3 separate regions of the Mus musculus genome follow, and all the other regions are linked to region 2. A link is a contact called in public Hi-C data. All regions are on one chromosome and are shown on one strand. The core of a region is the stretch at or near the end of the contact, and the rest is flanking DNA. Distances in the headings are between cores, read along the strand shown. Region 1 overlaps Pcsk5 (proprotein convertase subtilisin/kexin type 5). Region 2 has its middle 64 kb from the start of Ostf1. Region 3 overlaps Pcsk5 (proprotein convertase subtilisin/kexin type 5).

Evidence for each region. A called contact is a pair of places that touch in the nucleus more often than the background predicts.
Region 1: a contact with region 2 is called in a Hi-C map of liver, with 4 times the contacts expected there. A contact is called at or near these places in 4 of 484 Hi-C or Micro-C datasets (the N1E-115 cell line, liver and nephron progenitors).
Region 3: a contact with region 2 is called in a Hi-C map of liver, with 4 times the contacts expected there. A contact is called at or near these places in 4 of 484 Hi-C or Micro-C datasets (liver and nephron progenitors) and 2 of 130 datasets of targeted methods (bone marrow-derived dendritic cells and extraembryonic endoderm stem cells).

What each region holds. Positions count from the first base shown.
Region 1 is chr19:17,761,360-17,765,828 of GRCm38.p6, forward strand. All of the region lies in intron 2 of Pcsk5 (proprotein convertase subtilisin/kexin type 5), which reads right to left. Among named protein-coding and RNA genes, the nearest start is that of Pcsk5, 74 kb to the right of the region's middle.
Region 2 is chr19:18,566,046-18,570,089 of GRCm38.p6, forward strand. No RefSeq gene overlaps it. Among named protein-coding and RNA genes, the nearest start is that of Ostf1, 64 kb to the right of the region's middle.
Region 3 is chr19:17,779,556-17,783,754 of GRCm38.p6, forward strand. The region is part of intron 2 of Pcsk5 (proprotein convertase subtilisin/kexin type 5); the gene reads right to left. Among named protein-coding and RNA genes, the nearest start is that of Pcsk5, 56 kb to the right of the region's middle.

The sequences.
Region 1 (4,469 bases), core at 307-2,806, 810 kb before region 2:
CTCAAGTATTAAAAGGAAATGGGATTCCAAAGAGCCTAAAACCAGTTTTACTATCTGAAATGCCACCTAGGGTTAAATTCACTTTTGATTCAGGAAAATCCCTTAATAGGGGAACTGAATTAGAGTACCACAGGCTTCCCTCCATCTTTGCTCTAGGATCAAGATTACCACACATTAAAAAATAAATAAATAAATACATACATACATACAGTGGCCAGACTTCATTCTACGGGTGTTTGTCTTTGACTAACCATCCTTTAAGCAATTTGAAGAGCAAGGCAATGCAGATAATACAGTCCAGTCAAAACCTAAAGCAAGTATAGGATATCTCATTCTGTCTTTACTGTGATGTAACTTTTAGATAGCCGCAAGAATGACATTTTTTTTCCTCCAAACAAAGCTTTAATTTAGCTCAATGGACTTTGGTTCCTTTTGGCCTGCACCACAGCCTTGTGCATAAATCATTCCAGATAGTCTCAGATGTGTATTTGAAAAACTGGACGCCCTCAAGCTCAATGCCAACCAGATGAATACAAAGAAGAGCCTTATGTTACACAGAGAGGAGAAATTGTTCAACTCAACTGAGATTAATAAAAAAAGAGGCAAATGTTGGCAAAGGAACGGGCGGTTATTCTCCTGATTTCTCAAACCAAAGAGCATGGGGTGAGCGGACAAATGTGGGAAATTCTGTCAGCATTTCTCTTCTCCATGTAACATACCATTTAACCCACACAGACAATGGTGAGGAAAGTTCTGTTAAGACAGAAAGAGACACTCTTCCCTTGTGAATAAACCACCCCTGGTGCATATGCCATCTGGGTCTCCTGGTTATTTGTATATGAATGACATCGGCTCTTGTTTCTGACTCCCATGGACCCTACTGCTGTGATTTTGCTCATGGTGGAAGGATAAGTGAGGAGAAATAGTTTAAGTTCAGAATTTGGGAGCTGAAGTTTTACTTGTATCTGTCCTGCTCTTTTTAAAAATGAGGCACTGCTGCTAAGCTGGTGGCTTTCTTTGCTTAATCTTCATCAGGATTGGAAATCTCCAAAATTAAAAACTAACCATTGCCCTGCTGACAATAACCTGTCCTATAAATGAAATCCCGTTGGGAACAAAACCATGCCATTTTTTTCTTGTTCTGGTAAAATGTTAAACACACAACTTTTAGGTAGAATGTGTACCATGTTCCCTGGAGGCCAAAGAGTTCAAAGTTAATAAGTAAGTAAGTTTGTGACATCACTGGAGTTAGACATATTGAACAAAGCTTTATACATGGCACCCCCATCAGCAGAGAGATGAGAGACATGAGGGTTGGTAAATGAGGGTATCCATCTCTTTCCCCATCTCCCCCCCCCCCTCTCTCTCCCTCTGTCCCTCCTTCCTCTCCTTCTCTCTTCCCCTCTGTGTGTTTCTGGATTCTAGCATTGTACTTGGCAGAAGAGCTGGGGTATTTTGCAACTAAAAATCCTGGGACTACAATAGCCTTGAACATCAGCACCACCCTCTGAAGTAGTCAGCAGACAGTTAACTTTGGTTAAGGTCACAGTGAAACATGCCTTTCACACTCCAGGAAAAGCATTTCAAAATCTGTGGGCAAACAGGAAAGGAACTGGCATTGTCTCCTCTAAATCCAGTTGCTGGAGGCAAACCAAATGTTTTCTCAATCTGTGTAAGATTCCTTCACATCAGAGACCAAGTCAGGGCTTCCAGGAAAGTGGTACCTGACATGACTTGCAGGTCAGGGCACAGAAAGCCCTGGACAAAGGTTCTGATCAATGACAGTGCAGGCTGGAATTCAAACTAGGGGAAGGGAAAACAGGCTGAACCTGGGTTCTTAGCTCCCTGGCATACCCTGTGGGTTGCAAGGAAGTGCCAAGTTATTTCACTGGGGTTTCTTTTCCTTGAACTCATGGCCAGAGCGCGAGCAATTACAGGAATGATGGAGCTGGGGCAGGAGAAGGGAAACGTTTTCACCCCTGTCATCCAACTGGATATTTGTCAGTAGAAGACAGACAAGCGGCACATTTCCACCATGAAGCTTCCTTCTTTCATGCCATGTGCTATAAATGCCTGACCCTGAAGTCAGTTACATTACTATGATGGATACTTCACCTGGGGGCTCAAAGCTGGGGGAGAGATATTGAGGGCTGTCTCCAGTTCTTTCCATCCTCACCCCTCTATCCCTCCAAAGAACTCTACCTGGCATACTCAGAGCCTCGCTTGACACTGGGGTGAGAGCTGAACTTGCCCAGAGTTCCCAGAAGCACTTTAAGTTTGGAGACTTGAGAAGGGACTGTGAAGATTCTGGCACTGACAGGGGGAACTTCTTAGAGACTTCACTCTGGTGTGACACTTAGCAGCTTAAGGGGATTGAGGGACAGTCAAGTATGAAAATGTCACTACTGGCTAGAAGTAGAGGCTCTATTTAAAAGCAGGCAATTCAGCAGGTAAGGCCAGTGTCCCTGAGTTTCTCCAGCCCAGACAGAAACTATTCTGTGGTTTGCTCAGAGTGTGTACTCCATAAAGATGTAGAGAATATATGGATTTATTCACTGGTTTTCAGTAAACAAACAAACAAACAATAAACAATAGATCTGTCTTTTTCAGGCCCCTGAACAATCCAGGGAAAACATACTTTCCAGACTCTCAAAAGACAGGGAAAATAACCCCATGCCATTAAGAAAATTGATGTTTGAGTTCATGAATTTTGGTCACAGAGCTAAGGCTTGAATAACTATGTGGTCACTATTACTTTTTCCACGTATTCTGACTTCCAATGATAAATCAATAGATATACACCTTTTCACAAATACAGTGATTTGATTATTTGTGTGTGTGTGTGTGTGTTTTCAAAATGAAATCTTTCAACCCAGTACATTATTAGCATTATCCAACTCTTCCCAAGAGAACCTTCCTGTTCTGTTGAAAGACTGAGGCACAGCAGTTAAGTGGCTTGAACAGGTCACACATTGGAGTAGAACCCAATAAAGCAAATCCATGCCCAAATTATTGACCATAGAGCAGTGCCTCCCCTCCCCCAGAAATACTATCCACAGCTGATAAGGGATACATGGCTTTCCTCCTCTTTGAGACATCCCAACATTTCAGTGGCCACAGATGGACTAGTTGGTTTTGTCGAGGACTCTACTAGAGGCTTTGGCAGCAATAAACAAGGAAAAAAGGAAAGAAAAGTAAGCAGAGAATGGCATCCACTTGAGCTTGTATATTGCAGGCAAGGAGTTTGAGGGGTCCTAAGTCACTCAGCTATGAGCACTTTCAAATGGGTTAAGAGACTTATTTAGTGTGCAAATGACACAAGAGTTACCTGTTGAATGGAAAGTAAAAATCTGACACATGCAAAGAGATTCCTAGGCATAGACTTGGCATTGCTGACAGAAATCCATTCTCCCTCAAGGGCATTTTTTAACTTGTAATTTAAGAGCACATAAAGTTCAAGGCCTGAAGATTTTCCAAATTAAAAATAAAACAAAACAAAACCCCTTAGAACTAGAATCCTTAGTTACCCAGCTGCTCTGAGCTAGGCAGAATCAACAAGATGAGACAGATAGACAGGGCAGACACAGATTATACGAATTAGGTTCTAGGGTACCTGGGCTGAGAAATCGTGTTCAACCTCTGAAAAGCAGGATGACCTCATCAAGGTCACTTAACCTCTGTGCAAAAAATGAGCAAGACAACTGACTGTGAAGACAAATCCAGTTGATTCCCAGCAAACCCTGAGGACACCTCCTGGCATAGCAATCTGCCCCAGGAAAGCATGGTGAGGTACTGTGTGCCAAGCTATGCTGACCATGGAGTGCACGTCTTTAATTAAGCCAAGAGACACAGACTTGAGTTGGCTGCTCAGCTGGCCAGGGTATGACAATGAAGCTGGCCTTAGAGACAAAGTCAGAAATTAAGAGACCTGTGTCTACCCAGCCTCGTTCTGTCTGATTGCAGTCTTCATAGGTCTAAGCTGGGGGTGGAGCCAGATGAGTGAGAAGATTTGAGCAAAGCCAATCATCACTCTGGACCATCTCTCTCCACTTGCAAATGAGGCCACCTCCTGCAGGAGGTGCTCTGCTTCAAAGACAGTCCCAAAGCCCTGTTAGAAGGGTTCCATTAGATCCTTGACACTTTTTGACCCACATGGGCTACTCCTAAGGCAAGATACAGTACCATCTAAGAACTGGCATTTAGATTATTATTATGAAGTAGCTAGATATCAGCCCACACCTTTAATCCAAGCAGTCAGGATGAAGACACATGTAGCTCTCGGCCTGGAGAACATAGAAAGTTCTAGGCCAGTGTGGCTACACAACGTGACCCTGTCTTGAAGAAAAACAAAAACAAAACTGAGAACAGCAAAGAAGAGATGAATACAGTAGTTACCAAGCAAGTATAAAGACTGGAGTTTGGATCCTCAGAACTGATATGAAGTTGGCTACAAAATCAGACATGTGTAA
Region 2 (4,044 bases), core at 1,401-3,900:
GATTTTACTGTTGTGAAGAGACACCAAGACAAAGGCAACTCTTCTAAGCACAACATTTAGTCCGGGCTGGCTTACAGGTTCAGAGTTCCAGTCCATTATTATCAAGGAGGCAGCACAGCAGTGTCCAAGCCAATGTGAGGCTGGAGGAGCTGAGAGTTCTACATCTTCATCCAAAGGCAAACGGGAGAAGACTAGCCTCTAGGCAGCTAGGAAGAGGGTTTTAAAGCCCACATGCACAGTGACAAACTTCCAACAAGGCCACACCTCCAAATAGTGCCACTCCCTGGGCCAAGCATATTCAAACCACTATGTTCCACTCTGACTTGTTTAAACAAGTCTATGGGGGCCATGGCATACTACAAAATACATTTACTCTCTTAATCACTGCTAATTTCTTAGCTCCAGCTCACCAGCATGAATTGTCCTAGTAGACCCTTCTATTCTTGACTCTAAAGCCAGAGCCACATGGCCAAAGTTGCAGCGTTCTACTGCTTGCTGGGACTGAAACATGGTACCCTTGCTTTCTGTTTTCCAACTCCTTCACTAACTAACCTTGGCTATCCTGGAACTTTCTCTGTTGACCTTGAACTCACAGAGCTGCATGGCTCTGTCTACTGAATGCTGAGGTCAAAGGTTTGTACCACTAGGCCTGGACTTAAGCTTTTTCTCTACTTCGAATTTGCTCTTCACAGGCTGGCTTTGAACTCAAGAGGTCTGCTTGCCTCTCTCTCCTGGGATTAAAGGTGTGTACCACCATGCTTGGACCTAAGGTTAGCTGGTTGGGCTCTTGCCCCAAAGTCAGCCCTCTCTTAATTTGTTTATCTCCTTGAACATAGGATTCAGCTTCATTTCACTTCCTGGTGCCCCTTTATTACCATACATTTTATATTTTCCTTTCTCAGTGTGCTCCTTTTCATTAAAACACTCTTCATAAAAGTGAACCTTAATAACCACACAACAGAATTTGTACCAGGCTGTTTTGGGACTTCCTTTATCAGTGCAATTAATCTAAATCATTTCTCCTTAGCCTCAGGCAGACTATTCTAACAATGACAAAAATCAGCCATGTTCTTCAGCAAAATATCACAGAAACAGTCTCTAGGCCACATACCTAGGCAGTATCCAGGCAGATGTGGGACTGGAAAAGCTGAGAGTTCTATGTTTTCATTCAAAGGCAGCCAGGACTGGCTTCCAGGCTGCTAGGAAGATTCACCTGTTGTGTTGCTCCCACCCTCTATCTGGCAAAGGCTTAACCAATGTTTAGTCTACACTCACCTGAATAGCCATAATTACAGAGAACCTCAAGGGCTAAAATAGAGTCATCTGATACTTGCTAACTCAAGTCAGTATACTCATCTGAAAAAGTCTCAGTTATCCACAAACCTTGGTAAGGGCAGAACCGTGCCTTCCCTGTAACCCAGTCATATTTTAAAATCCCAACTATCAATACATATTTGGAAACAGAACCTTGAAAAAAATGATTAATTTAAGTAGAAGCCATTGTGGTGAGGCCAAGTACAGTTTACTGCTTTCCTCAAAAGAAAGAGAAAGGTGGTTAAGGGGCCGTGGGTAAGAGAAAGAGGGAAGTGGGTAAGAACCCGTGTCCCATCAGAGTTCTGGTGCTCTCGGCGGTGGACGCAGGGGTGGCACTCCACCCAGGGAGGAAGACAGGAGAGGGCAGGGGGAGAGGGGGGGCGCTGGATGGTTCCCACTCAGGCGAGAGTCCTTAGTCCAGTCCATGGCTGCAGCGTAGGAAGGCCTTCTGGCGGGCACTTATACGCAGCTCGTTAGGAGAAAGCCTATCCCATTGTTCAAGCATGGTGGGCCTTCATGATCAGAGCTAGTCTATGGTTTTAGAGCTTTTTTGTAGAAAGGCAGGGGAAAAGAGAGAAGGTAGAAAGAGAGAGAGAGACCGGGCATGGCCACATGGAGAGAGGGGAGAAGGGAAAGAGAAAGAGAGCTAGAGAATAAGAAAGGTGAAAGCTTAAAGAGAGAGAGAGGTGGGGCCAAGCAGTCTCTCTTATAGTAGGCTGGGCTATCTTCCTGTTGTTAGGTAACTGTGGGGAGGAGTCTAGCCAGAATGCCACAAGCTTGGGACATTGTCTACGTGACAGATAACCACGCGCCTCTCCTGTGGGGGCTGTGGGGACAGTAACTTTGACAGGAGCCAGGGGTCCAGGAGACTTGATTGAATGCCTTCTGTCCCATGTAGGTGGAAATTACCACCCACCAATCCCACCGGGGGTTCAAGACCTATGCTCAACTGGAGACCAGGCTCTCTGTGCATAGCCCATTGCCCCACAGGTGGTCATGCAGAAGAATAACTGGAGTACACATTCACAGAGAAGAGACATGTGCTAGCATACTGGGACCGCAGCCACTGCCAGTCTGAAGAGCAAACAATGTGGCCTCATTTTCACAGCCTCTGAGCTATGAAAAATCATGCCCCAGAAAACTAGGCAAACCTTCAGTGTAATGTCTCATTGTTATGCCTTGCTTTTTCCCACCATTAAATTCCACCCACCAAATAGAAGGCAGCTGTGACCAAAAAACGGGGCTGGTGTATTGGCTTCCTGGAGCATGGGACTCACACTCATGAGAACGATGACATGTCTCAACTAAGGTCACTAGGGGAGGGTGCTAAGGGGCATGGAGGTTTGCCAAAGTGTGGATTTCGGGCAAAAGGAAAGGGGCAAGGTCTATGTAGAGACATCAGAATTGTATGAGAAGGAGGAAAGCCGGACAGTCGAGAATCGTATCTCTAAGTGGTAAGAGTCCTTTGCAATTACTAGAAAGCATTTGAGCATTTGTCTTGAACTAAAGGTAAATAAGCTGGTGCTAAAAGCTTATGCTGCAAATGCAGATCCTTTGGGCTTAGGCAGTCTTGACAGCCAGGATGGCTTCTGGGGGCAGTTGTGCAACTTGTGGCTTCTGTTTCATTTCTTACCTCTTAAAACGTCTCTGTGCGTTACTCAAGTGATCTGAGTGGCTATCAGAGACCAGTAACCATTCCATTAATACAGGGAAAGGGGGGACAGCTTACACGCTGGGTATCTCCAAAATGTCTCAGTGGTTTATAAAACTCTGTGATCTGAAGATTAAAAACAGGCAATCTGACTTCTGAAAGACTCATGACCTTTGGCAAGTTTGTATTTTTGTGTAAACTGAAACTCAAATAGTACAATTGATTTGCAGCTTAGCTCAAAAGTTTGATGTGAGCTACAATCAAAGCTTGACTCAGTTCCCATCACCCTGGCTAGCTAGTCATTTGGGCAAATTAACACCTTTGGGTCAAGTTCATTACCATCAAAATGACATAATAGCACATCACTCCTAGGGTTATTGTGAGAATTAAGTAGCATGGGAAATGTAGTTATGTGACACACATAACAGATATCAAATAACCATAAGAGTTGGTGGCTTAAATATGGCAATTTTATTTCACTCACGGTTTTGCAGATCAAGATTACAGTAAAAGATTGCCTGAGTATTCACACCACTTCAAGTATCAGCTAAGGTGATTTCTCAAGGGTTGAAGGATCTGAATCCAAGATGGCTCCCTTCTGGACTTAGGACATGCTTGTCCTAGCTGTCAGAGGGAGATGACCAACAGCTTTCAGCTACAGGCTGGTGTCCTCCCCAGGGGGCTACTCTGGTTCCCTGCCTACTAGGTTCCAAGAGACCTGAGCAGAAGCTGGCTGACTTCATATAACATAGCCCTAGTTCCCAGAGGCCCACATCATTGCTGTCTACCAGTGAAGCATGTCCCGAAAGTCATCAGAGACTCAAGAGAGTAAGAATTAATCTCTACTTTTCCCAAGTGAAATGGTAATTTGGGCCTGTCTAAAATCCAGCCCCACTTCTGAAGTGTTTACTACACTAGCCACCATTCTCTGAACTATTGCGACCACTGGCTCTTACCAGAAAGAAGACAGAAGAACACCAGGCAGTTTTGTGTCTTAAATTGGCATCAGAGAATCAAAGAAAATAAGAGGTAGAGATTGGAAAGGACCATAGTTTAACTGTTCTCTAGACACAACAGAA
Region 3 (4,199 bases), core at 701-3,200, 790 kb before region 2:
TACTCAACAGACAAAGACAGATAATGCCTGCCTTCTTCTAAGATGAGACTGGAAATTTAAAACATTTGTCTTACCCAGGAAAGAAAACTGTGAGCTTTTTGGACCAGCAAGATAGCTTAGTGGCTAAAGGCATTTGCCGCCAAGCCTGGAGACCTGAGTTTAGTTCCCAGGAGGAACATGATGGAAAAAAAGAAACCAACTCCCATAGGTTGTCCTTTGACCTCTATACACCCAACAATAAAACACACTCAGCTAATTAAATGTATAAGAATAAAAGAAAAATGTAGGCTCTGAGCCCAGTTGTTAAAAAAAAAAGTTCCCCACAAGAAAGATATTTTAAATGATGAAATAATAGTAGTTAATGATATTTTTCAGGTTTCCAAGTCAAAATAAAAACTACAGTGTAATAAGTATTATCAACGTGTTTATAAGCTGTAGATTTCACTGTGAGAGAGACAGTAGCACAGCTTTCTCTAAATCATATAATTCATTCTCCTAACCATCACTTGCATGTGGCAATAGATTTGAGAATTTACAAACAAACAGCAAAAGGTATGTGGTGCAAATTCATGCAAAGGCAGCTTTAGGAACCAATGCTGTTCAGGTTACAGATGCTACACTCCAAACCATGTCGTTCAGCTTGTGAGTGGGCTGTCAAGCTGCAGCACCTCCATAAGCCACTGCTACTCAGCAGAGGCAGCAAAAGAGGGACACCCTTGAGATAAACAGCTTCCTGGATGAAATCTCAAAGATGCTGTATCAAAGGCAATAGTTCAACCTGACCAGACTCCTGACTGTTAAGGTTCCCTTCATCTGCCCTCCAGAAAATGAACAACTATGGGGGTGGAACACAAACTACCTAGTGGTGTGGGTAGAGAAGGTTGATGAGAAACACACGCTCATCTCCTATGAATTCTGAGGGAATGGCACATCATTTTTCCTTCATTGTGGTGGCCATCGCACAACCAAAAGCAGCCAACAACTTGCAGTATCATTGCATCAAAGTAAATTTCTCCGGAGGCGAATTAAGCAAACTAATTTTTTTAATTAGCTATTCTCACATCTACTACCATATAGTGGACAAAGTTTTCAGATACACTGTCTGTCTTTGTATGAAAACAGCTAAGTAGGAAGAGACTTGAAGGAACACTCAATGTTGGTATTTGTCAGGAACCTAAGTTTGTCCATACTCCAAGAGTGACTATCCACCTGAGTGTGACTCTTCCGCAATGTAAATTTTGCATCAGAAGGAAACTGTGAAAGCCAAAGTTAAAGTATAGGTGACAATCTTTCATGCTAGAGAAATCGATAGATATACTGAATTTACTTGAAGTGGATTAAGAATTTGGATGGATTGATGGGCAGGTTAAAACGAAGAGGTGCATAGCTGTGTGGTAAAGACCATGTGTAGAATGCTAATCATGCAATGAGGTATATGGCGCTGTTTCTTTTACTCTTTCAAAACTTTGCTGCATGTTTGCAAACTAATAAAATATTAGGGAGAAGTCAAGCTTTTGTTTTGTCTATGTGACTCAATCTATATAGCCAAGATAACCCTGGAACTTCCTTTTCTTGTTTCAGCCTTCCAAGTGCCATCATTTCCTATTCCTAACATATTACTGAGATTAAAGACTTAGAAATTATGTATAATTGCAGAATTCTGTCCATCTCATAAAGCATGTCCAACGATGGATTGCATTTAGACATGAAGTTCAGCTCTGCTTACTCCCTGATTATAAAAGAAAATTAAGTTCATATGACCATGGTTCATGACCACTGAGTTAACTCACCATCTAGGTACTGAAACTGGCTACTAGGGAAAGGGTATTGCTAACTTCAATGTCCAATTATGTAATCCAATGTTTCCCCAAAGTCTAAGCAGTACAGACAGGAAATTGAGAGCAGTCAGCTCTATGGACCCGTGACCCATCTTGTTATTGCCACTCAAGGGTTCATAGGTGCCTTTGCCCTCTCAGAGTAATTCAGCAATCTCGAGCTTGAATCCAGGCCAGCCTTCTGACAGATCCTATTAGTTATTGCTAACTGTCTCCTATGACTCAGATCTATGGAGCTGGAACTTCCTCGTCTGAAGGGATTGTGTGACAACAGGGTTACTTTTTGTGCTTTCCAAAATCTTTCCAAATTCTAAAAAGCCTAAAACGGTTGCTTCCTCCCCAAGCATACAATCTAAAAGATGACAGTTGAAGAGAAGGCTGATAGATAAATTCATTGCAAATGACCTTGGTGTGGAGGCTTTCAGGTTAACTATAGCAAGCTCCCAACCATCAGCATATACATTACACACACACATAGACACACACACAGACACAAACACATAGGCACACACTCCACAGCAGGTAACATGCACCCACCCAACACAAACACACATACACACACCACATACATTGGAATCTAAAGGTCAAGTGTGCAGAAGAATAGTCTATGAAAAAGCTTTCTTAAAGTACTAACTGAATTTTTCTTTCTACTAAACAGAATGGAAAGAGTCACTGTTGGAGGGGTCTTGATTGCTGTATTATGGGTACTATTAGAAGCAGAAAACCAATCTAAAGGCCCCATCATAGAATACACGGGAAAATAATTATGGTTATTCCATCATGTTCCTTTATAGTAATGATGTTTTTAAGGCACATTTCGTGAGAAAGGAATAAGAGAAATCTACCAACAACATACTGTTGTCATGGATACTGAGATTTGGAGAGTCCTTATTGTCAGCTGTGTTTCTCAGTATTTGGTCTATTTTCCCTACCTTTAATCTTAAAATGATTTAGGTGTAAATTGAGGTTGCTGTATTTACCAAATAATAAAGCAGGCTGCTGAGTTAAAGTTGAATTTAAGATAAATGACAAACCCTTCAGCAAAAGTATAACCGGTATTATATTTGAGACAGTCCCAAGTAGAAATTTGTTATTTTCTTTGGAATATATAAACTTGGAGTTATTTTACATGAAAGTTTTTAAAAGTACACTAATTGATGCTTTCAAACTATGGCTTCACAGTGGGGCAGTGTTGTGTGCTGGTACAGAAGCTGATGTTGAAGACTAGTTTCTAGATTCCTGCAACTGAGATCAGCAAAGAAAAGAAATGAAGTCCTAGCTTCAGGCAGGGTGCATCCCAGTGCCTTGTACAGCAAAGCTTCCAAAAATGATAGATTGGGCTTCAGAACTCATGGATGAAGGCTGTTGCTTAGCTTTGCCAGTGGACTAACAAGAGAATCAACACTACCACTAATAATTTTCACCTATCATATCTACCTTTGTTTCTATCTGATTTTTTTGTTGGCCTCTTTTAGTTCCTTTACTGACTCCACCACTACCTTCTAATATATTTCTAACTTATTAGAATGAGCAGATGTCTTTAAAATGTGTTTACTTGTTGATGACTTTTAAGATGGCCTAGTCGGCCATCACTGGAAAGAGAGGCCCATTGGACACACAAACTGTATATGCCCCAGTACAGGGGAACGCCAGGGCCAAAAAAAAAAAATGGAATGGGTGGGTAGGGAAGTAGGGGGGAGGATATGGGGGACTTTTGGGATAGCATTGGAAATGTAATTGAGGAAAATACGTAATGAAAAAAAAAAAAGAAAGAAAATATTCAATCTTTCCAAAACTACACTAAGTGCTCTGTCTCCAAAGTCTCCCAGGAACAAGAGAGCAGGCCCAGAGTAAGCTAACTATTTGCCTTTGCTTACTCCTTGGCCATTTTGGAAAGTTTATGATGTACAAGGCACGAGACTATACCTTGGTTGAATGTAGGGCTTCACCTTGTCTCTGCCACATGGAGCTCATCTTGGATACTGGAAGTCCAGGCAGGAAGCCAGAAATTAGTTATCAGCTGGGGTTTCTATACCAAGTAATGATTAATGTGGATTTTTACTACTCTGAACTCCTCCGTAACTCCAGGGACATCAGCCAAAACAGCAACTATTGCTTTATTAGCATATTTTCACAGCATTGCACTGACAAGTTACAGAACTCATTCCTTTCTAAATAGGTACACAGTTGATAGGTAAAGTTGGCCTCTAGAGTCTCTATCCATCTGCAAAGCCAAAGAGGTTAATCTCCAGTCTAAATGTAAAATCAGTTCTCGTAAGACAAGCATGTCTACCAGTGGAGTTGAATATGATAACAAATATTCTAAGTATAGAGAGAAAGTAGATGCAGGAGGTTCCTAAATGA